Linked DNA regions of Capsicum annuum: region 2 is linked to region 1. The links are chromatin contacts, called in public Hi-C maps. All regions are on one chromosome and are shown on one strand. The core of a region is the stretch at or near the end of the contact, and the rest is flanking DNA. Distances in the headings are between cores, read along the strand shown. Region 1 holds the start of LOC107854474 (E3 ubiquitin-protein ligase UPL1). Region 2 has its middle 27 kb from the start of LOC107854471.

What was found. A called contact is a pair of places that touch in the nucleus more often than the background predicts.
Region 2: a Hi-C map of pericarp shows a contact between it and region 1, with 4 times the contacts expected there. The contact joins the enhancer-like site here to the promoter of LOC107854474 in region 1. A contact is called at or near these places in 4 of 5 Hi-C or Micro-C datasets (bud, leaf, pericarp and 1 more).

The regions. Positions count from the first base shown.
Region 1 is chr4:216,156,675-216,163,050 of UCD10Xv1.1, forward strand. LOC107854474 (E3 ubiquitin-protein ligase UPL1) reads right to left here and starts at 4,727. Exons shown (of 17, transcript XM_016699481.2): 1 at 4,457-4,727; 2 at 4,221-4,335; 3 at 1,016-1,111; 4 at 731-937; 5 at 1-624. The coding sequence starts at 4,316.
Region 2 is chr4:216,214,146-216,220,360 of UCD10Xv1.1, forward strand. No RefSeq gene overlaps it. Among protein-coding and RNA genes, the nearest start is that of LOC107854471, 27 kb to the right of the region's middle. Within about 2 kb of position 4,841, at least 2 of the 5 cell types and tissues checked have an H3K27ac peak or open chromatin away from gene starts, as enhancers often do. A contact at or near this core is called in leaf and pericarp, where this site is marked.

The DNA of each region.
Region 1 (6,376 bases), core at 3,477-5,976:
TTCATTAGCAAAAAAGGACGAAAGTTCATCATGGGAATCACTAGCCTGGACAAGCACAATGAAAGCAAGAAGACATATCTTGCTGTAAAGCCTACATACTCTGGGGGAACGGAACGCATGTGCATATCTGATTCTTGTCAGCAATGCAAACCTTTGCTCAGGAGGAACCTTATACTGCTCAACACAGAACTTCATTAGCGACAGATCTTCCTCTTTCCGTACATGGAGATCAGGTATGTGAATTACACTCATGCTCGTTGATGCTGCACCATCCTCACTTTCAGCATTGTTTTCGGCACTGACACTATGCAACTCAAAATAAAGGGTGGACCCCAAGTGATAAAGTGACTTGTCGCCATCATTTTCCACACTGGATGGAAACAAAGATAGGCCTTCATCCTGACTTCTTTCGTTTACAGTAACACAATAATACAAGCCCAGACCTTCTTCCTTGCTTCCCCATCCCTGCGCAAGTGACAGTAGACAACTATTTATAGCACCACACCCAACCAATTTACCACTTGCATGTAGCTTCGAAGGATTTATTTTTACTAATACAGCAAGAGTCTCTAAAGTTGCAATGAGGATCTCAGGATCTGTTGAAGCCAGCAAAAGCTTGAAATGCTGCCAGGTTCAAAGTAAATAAATTTGGACATCATCAGTACATGTGCATTCTTGTTACAGACATTCATTCAAAAAGGGGCAGAAAGTTTTAGCATCTTCAGCTTACCTCCAAGCCACTAAATGAACCCTTGTTATGGCAATTTTCTAGTATGATCTGCATCACACGTAAAATCTGTAGAACTGCTTGCTTGGGGAAAGGGCTATCATCTCCTAATATGTTATCACACAAGACGAGATCTTTCCTACTACATAAGTACGTCTTGAAATATGCATCAAAATGTAGAAACAATGGTCTCCAGTGATGAAAATTTCCCTGAAAAGAGAAGGTCAGGTAAGCCAAAGTCTGAAGTATAAAGGCCGCGGCAGGATAAGAAAAGGTAAATGTATTCACCTTGCCATACTCCCAGCGGAAACCAGAAAGAGGTATTGCTATATCTTGTAATGGACACTGGATGACCTTGTCAATAAAGGCTTTTATTCTGGGGGGCTGATGTGGATAAATGCACAATAAGATTATACCAGTTAATAGGGAGAACTTTAAAAAGAAAGAAATAAGCACGAAAGATAAAAATACCATCTACTACAAAAGAGGATAGTAGCGAAAAGTAGAAGTCCGGGCACTTTCAAGCAGCAGAAATCAAGACACTAATCAGATGATTTATTTCTTTATTTTTTCTTTGCATATGATTAAATCATTGTACATTACTAGATCCATGAAAAGATGATTAGATGGCTCCCACAAACTTGAGAATTACTCCTACGAGAATAACCACAGTTCATCCAAACAAAATGTAAAAAGGTGCCATATACTATGATATTTCCTGATTTTTTTGTTTTCTTTTGATAAGTATGGTTGTTCCCTCATGTTAAGGGACACGGCAAAGCTAGAAACATAAAACACGCAGAGAATACATTAGATCCACAACACAACACTTTCCAACATGATAAACGACAATCCTCAAAACACCAGCATCTTCAGCTACATATGAGAACACCGATTGAAAAGAACCGAGGAAGAGAATCACGATCATATTCAATGATCGTCGTGGAAAATGCAATTGTGCACTGGTACAAGATTGGACACAACTTAGAGAAGAGGTGTGCATAAAAAGGATAAATAATAAGCTTTGCCCGTGATTGTTTGGACATAGTCTAGGTAGTCCTCCAAATGAATGGCCCATATGGATTCAACAGCTTTCAGAAAATCAAAGGGAGTTGTATCGCAACTTCCTATTTTGGTGTAAAGAACAATGTATAGAAGATGCTGAACATGTGATAGATCTCTAAGGTTTACTGCATACTCCTGTTTTGGCTTGTTACAGCCTTTTATGGAGGTCACCAGCATATCCTAAAGGCTGAGGAATACAGTATTACCAGTTTCAAAAAAAAATATATGAATGGCCGATATGTGCATATGTTCCACAGAATGATAATTGAAGACACCACAGAAGAGCCTTAAAATCAGAATGGATGAAACTTGTCCCAAAAACCCAACAATTTCTTGGAAACAACAGGAACTTAAACAGAAGCAAATCATAGTAGAAGCAAAGAACACATGTTACCGGTACCCACCTAATCAGGATTAAGTCTGTATTTTGTTGGGGTCAGGATTAAGTCTGTATTTTGTTGGGGGAATAATGTAAAATATATTGTATATACAAAAAATAGACTGCCCAAAAAACTTGTGCAGTCACCCGTATAGAATTAAGTCTTTGCTTTGTCAAGTTTACATTAGCTCAGATGTTGCCAAAATTGCTAGTTAGACTTGAATCTTAGTGCGGGGACAAGTTTGAAATCAAAGAGCCTCTAGTTTTAGCTCCTATTTGACTTAAAAGATGATTGACCATTACCATTGTTGACTGAAAATGAATTGGCTCGAAAGCTAAACCGGATACTAAGTATAATCTTGTTGATATCTGCCATTATCAGAATGAAACTGACTGGCCCGAGTAGAGAAAAAAGAAAATAGCAAGTCATTTTGTTGAACCAACTAGTTTGGACTCGAGTATTGAGAAGTAAAAGGGAAAGTAAAGGACAGACAAAAATATTACTGAAATTGAATTTCAACAAACAAATGCATGCCGGCAAACTAATAGTATTACAACTGTCAGTTTGAAACTATCCTTTTCATGGACAGGTCTCAGTTTAGTTTGTGTTAAAACTGAATGAAATCTCAAAAATGAATACAAGATAGAGCAAAGCTAGTTTACTGTAAACATCAGATAGCTCCAACTCCCTAAAGGAGGCCGAGAAGAATGCATCTTTTATATTTTGAGATTTAATATATTTAAGGATCACACATGTACATTATACGGTTTTAATCGACAAATGTCATACCAACTCATGTCATATCTAATCCCAGAGTCCTCCAATTTCAGCCTCGTATTAGGTAATTATTTCCAGCAAATTCACTATGAAGTTCTAATCCAAGAGCTTGCTGATTGGATATTACTACAATTGAGTCTAATTATTATGATCATTAGCTTGTGATTTTTAGAACCTCTTTGCAGTTTCAAAAAAGAGGTCTAAAGATCACATGTTAATGATCATAACAATGAGACTTATTTTAAAGATCACATGGCATAAGTACATATTAAACTTCAGACCAGATGGTATCAATACGCCTGTGACATAGAATTTCCACATGCCAATCATGAAAAAGCATAAAATGCAAAGGAAAAAAGCTGGCAGATGACTGATAATAGAAGTATATAAACATAGATAGCATAAGCAGTTAAAAACAATAAACCAAATAGAAAAAAGGTACATTGTGAAATATGATTTCCAATCAAAACTAAACCCTAAGATACAAAAGAAGACAACTCCCCGGTAAGACAAAACCCTAACAACACACATTTCCATGACTAATTCCACGGAACAAATATCACGTAACTATGTCCACCAAGATTTTCTAGAACAGAAAGGAATATAAATCACCTAGTGTCTCGTCTCTAATGGGATTTGAACCTGACACCTCCGGGTGCTCAACCTATGTCATTGGCCACTAAGCCACAACAACACACATTGCACGCCTCAAACACAACACCAATACGAAAAAAAGCACAATGTGAAGTAATTCCAAAAAACCGAAGGGAAAAAATTGTCCCTTTCATAAACAAGTGGTTCCTATAAATACAAAATCCTAACCAACACACTTTTTTTACGAGTGTGGTGCCGGACGTACCCCAACTATTTCCACGTAACAAGTATAAGGTAACTTTGTCCACCAAGGCTAGAACGTACTGGAACAAATCACCTAATGTTTGCCTCTGTCAAGATTTGAACCCGAAATCTCATGGTGCTCAACCCACCCCCATTAACCACGAGACCACAACAGCAGACATTCCTCGCCTCAAACAAAACAACACTCCCAAAAAAAATGCACTTTGTGAAATAATTCCCAAAACCCTACGAAAAAAAACCCATTCCTTTACGAAACAAGCTGTTCATTAACACAAAACCCTACCGGGAAAAAAAATCCCTTTACGAAACAATCTGTTCGACAACACCAAAACCCTAAACAACACAGAGCAGCAACCAAATATAAAAATAAAAAGTAAGCAATGAGTAAAAAGACAAAAATGAGTAGCACGTACAGGTTCAGAGTCTAGTTTAATAGATGGACCAATAGCTCCTTCGCTGGATAGAAGTTGCCGTAACCTCGACGGCAAACTCGATCTTAACGTCGTCATATCTCCTTGTAACTATTCACTGAACCACAACACAAATCCAAAAAAAACACAAATCAGCCCCAAAAAAATCAGAAAAAATCCACACATTCAAATACATAAATAAAAAAGGGAAAAATCATGAAATCGATCAAAATCGATACCTGAATCATCCAGAAAGAGTGTTAATAGAGACTGTACAGAAAGAGAGAGAAAAATAGGGTTTATAGAGAGAAGAATAAGAAGGAAAACCCCAAAGCGAAGAAAGAGAAGATGGTGAGAAGGAAGAGGTGAAGGTAAAAGCGGAGGTAGGGGGTGTATATAGGGGGCTCCTTTATAGGCTTTTTTGTGTGTGAAATTGGTTAAGCTAGTACTTCTAACCCTGGGGAAGGAGGAGGTTATATAGATACACCCAAACACAAATTGAGTTTTGTTATGTTGCTTCGTCTTCTTTCTATTCGAGTCGGTTTTTACTTGGGCCCTCTGCTTTGCTTTCACTTTGTTTCCTAGGGTTCATTGCTACATGAGATAAAAGATACTACTTAATAATTTTTTATTTTTTTTTATAATTATGATATTTGAATTAATTTATGTGCATGGAGGTTATTTTCAAGAGATATTTATAATCTCCTATTAGAAATAAATTAATTAATATTTGTTTTTGTTGAAAATTGAATGTGATAGCTCATAATGCTCGACTCAATTTCAATGATTTCAGAATATAGTTTTGGATTAATTTTAGCTTTATGTTTAATTTGAGATGTTAGTTAATTTTAGGATGATAAAATTATTATGACGGGATAAAATAATTTTATGGAATATCGGTTTTAGCATCTCTCTTGTTTCTTGGGGTTAGTTGGTTCATGGGATAAAGATAATGATTTTGGAATAGAATTTTTGATTAGTTTTAAGTTGTATTTGATTTGAGGTATTGAGAGATCGTTTGATATATCAGATAAGGAAAATAGTTTTGATATAAAAATAGGATTAATTTAATTCTTTGTTTGGTATGAAGTGGTATGAACTAATTTTGAAACTATTTTATTCCGCGTGTATATATAGGGTGATATAAAATAATCCCATGAAATATTCATACTTATTTCATTCGGTTTACCAAAGGACCCCTAACTGATTTGGGGTAGGGGGATTATCATGGTGGAATGAAATAATTTATGGGATATCCTTGTTTATCATATCCTGACTATCAAATGACTTTTTCAGAGTTCTTATTTTTTGTTTAATACATAGTCAGTGTCTTAAATTTGTTAAGGTATATTTTATATAGACACTCGAGTTAAGTCGTGTTAAATTGAACACTTCAATACCTAATAAATGTTTCAATTCGACAATTTCGATTTTAATCTTTGTATGTATTTTTATTCGTCTATTATTGATGCAAACACCTACAAGTAAATGAAATGCCACATTTCATGTAGTTAACTTAATTATCTAATAGTGAAGAACATGCACATACAAAAAAATATGATTAAAACATTTACTAAGCGTTTAGGTGTTCAATTGGAACAACAGTCAAATCGAGAATATAAAATGTCATAATTAGTTCAAAGGACTGATTATGCATCAAACTCATATTTTTTGTTCTCAATTAAATTATGTATATAAATAAGATTTTCATAATCTAAAAAATGAAAACTAAAAGTATCAAGACTTATAAATTTTAAATCAATGCATTGTTCAAGGAAACAATTAATTTGGAGTGATAATTGTAACAAAAAAAAAAATGATTTTGTCCTTAAATGTACGAATTCTAAATTTAAACATTTGATAAACATTGAGTCGGAATGAATAAAAATAAGGATATAAAATTGTAGAATGATTATATATTTGCAAGTTGATTTTGACTTACATAACAAAATTCAATCATTCTTTTTCATCTTTTGGTTATTTTTTTGCTATTATTTACTATTATTTTTGGTGTCATTATTCTTTATCAAAGTAAAGATCATTGTTCATTAATCATTATATGAATTTTTGCTTAAATTATATGTATGAATGTAAAACAAACACAAAGAAAATTGATAGTAACTAATTAATAAGCATTATCTTTGTTTGAATTGTTAGCC
Region 2 (6,215 bases), core at 3,591-6,090, 58 kb after region 1:
AGAATTTCAACTTATAGCTAATAAAATTGTTGTATCTGGAATTGCTCTTGATGAAAACTTTCATGTTGGTGCAATTATATCAAAACTTCCTCCATCTTGGAAAGAGTACCAAAGCAAACTCTTACACAAAAAGAAAGATTTGACTTTTGAACAATTATTGCAACACTTGCAAATTGAACAAGAGACACGATAGCGCGATAATAATAGTTTGAAGGAACCTGTCATGAAAGCTCATATGGCTGAAGAAAAATCAAACAAGAAGGAACTTGAAAATAAGAATTTTTCAAAGACAAAGAAGACTACAAATTTCAAGCGTAATGGTGCCAATTTTAAATCTGGTGAATGCTTTCATTGTCATAAAGTTGGTCACTATGCGCGTGATTGCAGAATTCTCAAAGCCGAAAAGAAAAAAAAAGCAAATAAAAATAAAAAAAGATGATCTTGTGGCAACGGTCACTGAAGCATTTGTAGCAGAAGATCAAGTGGACTGGTGGATAGATACCGGCGCAACTCATCACATATCAGGTAACCGAAATTCTTTCAAGACTTATGAATTAGTGGGGGACGGTAAAATGTATATATGGGAAACTCCTCCTCTACTAAAGTTGTGGTAAAAGGAAATGTTGAACTGAAATTTACTTCCGGAAAGATAGTTATATTGATGGACGAATTGCATGTTCCTGATATTCGAAAGAACTTGGTGTAAGGTACACTTCTTTCGAAGCATGATTTTAAAATGGTTTTTGAGGCAGATAAGTTTATTTTATCTAAAAATGACATGTTTGTTGGAAAAGGTTATGTTGCAAATGTAATGTTTAAACTCAATATTGAAAATGAAAATATTTCTGCTTATCTTGTGGAGTCTCTGGACTTAAGGCATGAACGTCTTGGACATATGAATTTTAGATCCATTCAACTTGTGGTGAATAATGGATTAATTAAAGATTGTGGAAAGAATCATACTACTAAGCGTCTTACTTGTAGTAAATGCAAGATTATAAAGAAGCCCTTTAAGACAGTTGAAAGGACTTCCACACTTTTCCAATTAATCCACACTGGTATTTATGAGGTGAATTGTTTGTCACGTCATGAAAAAAGACATTTTATCACTTTTATTGATGACTACTCAAGATATACTTATGTTTTTTCATTGAAAACAAAAGATGAAACATTTGAGACTTTCAAAACATATAAAGCAGAAGTTGAAGATAAATTGAGTTTGAAAATTAAATCAATTAGGTCTGATAGAGGTGGAGAGTACTTAAAGTCAGATTTTATTGATTTTAGTGAAAAAGAATGCATTGAAAAATAATTGACCATGTCCTATACACCACAACAAAGTGGTGTAGCAGAAAGAAAAAAATAGGTCTTTCATAGAAATGGTTAATTCTATGCTTTATAGATCTGGTATGTCTGAAAATTTATGGACTGAAGCCTTACTTTCAACATGTCATATTTTGAATAGAATTACTTTCAGGAATCATCATGCATCTCCATATGAACTTTGGAATAATCAAAAACCAAATATAAATTATTTTAAAGTATGGGGTTGCTTGGCTCATGTTCGATTACTGAATCAACATTTAACTAAGATTGAATATAGAGGAGTAGATTGTGTGTTTATATGTTATTCACAAACCAGTAAGGCTTATAGATTTTTAAATCTTGAGACCCCAAGTCCTCACACAATTATTGAATCTTTACATGCTAAATTTTTTTAGCATATATTTACCAAGAGAAAAGATTCTTTTAAACAAGATGCAAGTTCTTCTATTTCTCCTCTTAAAAGGTAAATAGTTGAGCCATTGGAAGAAAGTCAACCAAGACGTAGTTCAAGATCAGCCAAATCAAAAAACTTGGACCTGATTTTTAAGTTTATTTGGTTGAAAAGGATCCTAAAAGTTATGCTGAAGTTGTGTCTTCACATAATGCTCCTTTTTGGCATGAAGCCATTGATGATAAAATGAATTCTATACTGTCTAATAATATATGGATATTATCAGATCTTCCTCCTGGATGTAAACCAATTGGTTGCCGGTGAATTTTTAGGAAGAAAATGAAATTCGATGGTACTTTAGATAAGTACAAAGCATGCTTGGTAGCTAAAGGCTTTACTCAATTGAAAGATATTGATTATTTTGATACTTTTTCACCTGTTGTTCGGATGACCTCTATTCGTCTCTTGATTGCTCTAGCAGTAATTCATGGTCTTGCGATTCATCAGATGGATGTAAAGACCGCATTTCTGAATAGAGATCTAGACGAAGAAGTCTACATGAAACGACCAAACAGAGTTGTCAATCCTGGTCAAGAACATAAAGTTTGTAAGCTTCTTAAATCTCTTTATGGATTAAAACAAGCTCCAAAACAATGGCACGATAAATTTAGAAAAGTTATGATTTCTAATGGCTACTTAATTAATGATGGAGATAGCTGCATATTTAGTAAATTTTAAGAAAATTCTGGTGTTATAATATGTCTTTATGTAGATGATATGTTGATCTTTGGAACTGATATAAAAAAAGTTAAAGAAACAAAATATTTTCTTTCTTCTCAGTTTGAAATGAAAGATCTTGGGGAAACTGATGTAATTTTAGGCATCAAAATTGTAAGATCAGCAAATGGTTTGACTCTTACTCAATCAAGTTATATTGAGAAGGTTCTAAAAAGGTTTGGTCATTTTGATGACAAGCCTACTTCTACACCATTTGATCCTAGCATCAAACTAGTGCGAAGCTCTGATGATATTCTTGATCAATTGACATATTCTCAAATTATTGGGAGTCTTATGTATGAAATGCATTGTACCAGGCCAGATATTGGTTATGCAGTAGAAACTTTGAGGAAGTCTACTGGTAGCCCTGGTGTTGAGCATTAAAATGTCTTAATTTGTGTTTTAAGGTATCTGAAGGGTACAATTAATGTTGGCTTGCATTATTCTACCTTTTCAGCAGTTCTTGAAGGCTATAATGATGCCACTTGGAATTCTGATCCGAATAACTCTAAATCTATTACTGCTTGGATTTTCACTTTAGCTGGAGCAGCAATATATTGGAGATCAAAGAAGTAAACATGTATTACTCACTCAACTATGAAGTCAGAATTTATAGCTATGTCTTCTGCGGGAGAAAAAGCTGACTGGGTGCGGAGTATACTGATAGATATTCCATTATGGAGTAAACCAATACCACCTTTGACTATCTATTGTGATAACAAAGCTGCTATATTTCGGGCTTGAAGTGATTGTTACAATGGCAAGTCAAGACAAGTTCGTCTCAAACACAATCATGTGAGAAGATTATTGGAGGATGGCATAATATCGCTTCAATATGTGAAGTCCAAACTCAATTTAGCAGATCCTTTGTCTAAAGGGTTAGGCAAAGAATTGGTGATACAAACTTATAATGGGATTGGAATAAAGTCTGTTGTAGATTGATTGTACTTTATGGAAACTCTACCTAATGATGTAATCTTGGGTTCAAAGGAAAAAAAAACAAGTAAAGTTACGATTGTGAAGCACATCTATAAAATTTTCTTTTTCCCTAGAGAGTGAGTAGATGTGCATAAGTTGAGATTTTTTCTCTTGATAAATCTATAAGACCGATCTCGGTTGGAGTAAATAATAGAAACACTCTTGATAGATTTACTGATACTTTGCTATAAAGGAGGATGAGATTAATTTCTCTTAATGAAATTCATAGACTATTTAGTCGGAGTATGCAAAGTTACTCTTGATGAATTCACCGCACTAAGTGCGAAGTGGAGGCCGCTTCAATAAGATTTTAATAGGGAAATCTTAAAGCACTTAGCTAAAAGGATTCAGAACACATGACCGTAAGGTGTCAAAGGATTTTGATTTTCATCGGAACATAGCAATATGCGTGGAGTATTTTTCTACTTCATTTAATGAACCACTTAGTTCAAGATTTGTTCACTAAGTAGTCAATGATTTAGAAAGTCTTCACTAGCTAATGGTTCAAGCCCAAAAGACACCATTATTGATGCATGTTGCTAGATTGATGTCTCAAATGAATTTTGTTTTTAAAGATAAAATTTCTTGAAACAAGTGGGGGATTGTTATTGTTAAAGGTTGTGTTTCAATAAATTTTGAAACAAATACATCGGTTAAAGATTTTGAGTTATGTTTCAATTAATTTTTGAAACAAATGTATTAGTTAAAAGTATGGAGTTACAAAGAACATGAATTTGACAAATTCGTTCTTCAAATTCATTCTTCTTTAAATTATACGTTTTAGGTTCTTGAAAGAAAGTTACTTTTTGTTTTAAAGTATTCATGAATCTATTTACTATTAATTAATTAATACTTTTCTCTTGCATGAAAATTTTACCCTATAAATAGTATTTCTTTTGTTTGAAAAGACAAGCACTAAAAAAAAAAGTTACTTTTCCCTTAAAAAACATTTGAGAGATATTGATCAAAAGGTGAAATCACCAATTCAAAAATAGAAGAGAAGCATTCTTGAATGCTATTTGTTTTGTGGCTTAGTTGAATCCCGAAGATAGAGTTGTTACTAATTCTTCCGTTTGTTCGTGGGAGAGACTTCAACTATCTTCAAGAAACGTATTATCGTGTCTCTAAGCCAAGCAAGTTTATTTTGAATTTCTTGTACAATTATCATTATTGTTCTAACAAAGATGTGAATCGAAGGATCTTTAGTCCAAGGTATTGGCTTTTCAGCTGAAAGCACTCTTCTAGCTGTCCACCCTTATAGGAAGCAAGACGTCAACCAAGTCTGGGAGAAAACACAGGCTGATTGCTAGTCCTCGAGTTAGGGTGAGGTTTGTTATCAAACTCTAGTCATATAGGATAGCCCCCATTGAATTAGAAAGGTATGCCAGGTCACAAGGATGACAGGGCAGACAAGACAAAACATTGGAAACCTACAAGAATCATGACCAAGAATTTGGGCTTTGAGTTTTCATATTGACCACGAATTGCAAGTTGTGCCGTTCCATCTTTTGTTATCAAGGAGACTACGCCTCTTGAAAACTTTATTGCATTTGAAGTATTTTAACTATTGGGTGACTTGTCTCAATCATGTTAGATACACAACTTCTTCCTCCTCTATATCACTTCCAGTTACAGTTAGTGTTTCTTCTAATTCTTAACAACTCAGTAGCAAGTAGTACTCACTAAGACTTGCTACTTTCAAAGTCACTAACGGAAACTTATCTCCTCAATCAGGGCACACACACCTGTCGAGGCCTCTTTGAGTGTGACTTCATTAGCTAGATGCACTCGGATTCGGTTCCTAATAAAAGAAAAAGATCGTTGGCCTGACTATTCCGATTGAGAACACAGAAGAGGCTGTAAAATAGTAAGAAGGCGAGTCCGATCTCTAACTCAAGAGGGCTTCTCTTCCTCTCATTGTCAGAAGTCAAATGGTTAGTCTAGTTGGGGTAACTGGCCCAGACGACATTGATAATGGAGTTTCCATGATAAGGTACGACGAGATGCAGCCCTCTTGGAATAAACATGTTAAGAAGAACATTGTCCTTACTGGCTACCACTGCTGCTCTAGATAATACAGCTAGCCCTTCTCCCTGATGTTTAAGATGGCAGTCATATCACAGGGGATGCTTCTCTTTTCTAATAATACAGCAAGCAGAAGACCACAGGGTTTGCACATATGAGATCCTTCGTCTAACATTACTCCCTCCATTCCATCTTATATGACATTTTCCCCATTTTAAGACGTGCCAAAATGTTTGACACCATTCAAATTAATGAACTATTTAACTTCTGAAATTTGATGTGTTGGTAAGTGCTTTCTTTATCAAACTAACGTTTTAACTATCTCTTTAATAGTTTTCCCATACTTGCATCAGATTATCACTTTAAACTTGGTGACCTGTAAAATAGCGTATATTAAATAGGTGCATGATCAGTTAATATTCTAAAATAGAGACAACAGATGATCTCACAGCATTTGCACATCCCAAAATCAAAATGCTACTCAATAAGCAACAAACAAATCCAGAAGGTTGAAAGACAATAGCAATTTCACCAAGATAAGTTGGATGAAACGGTGAAGAATTCTTACTTGAGTACCTCATGATTTACAGGATACTGCTAACTGAGTGAACAGAGTATCTAAACCACTCAATTCCCCATTCATCGTTGACAGAAGAACATATAAAATAGAAGTTTCCACATTGGACCATATGACACATTCTAGCAGGACCATGTGGAT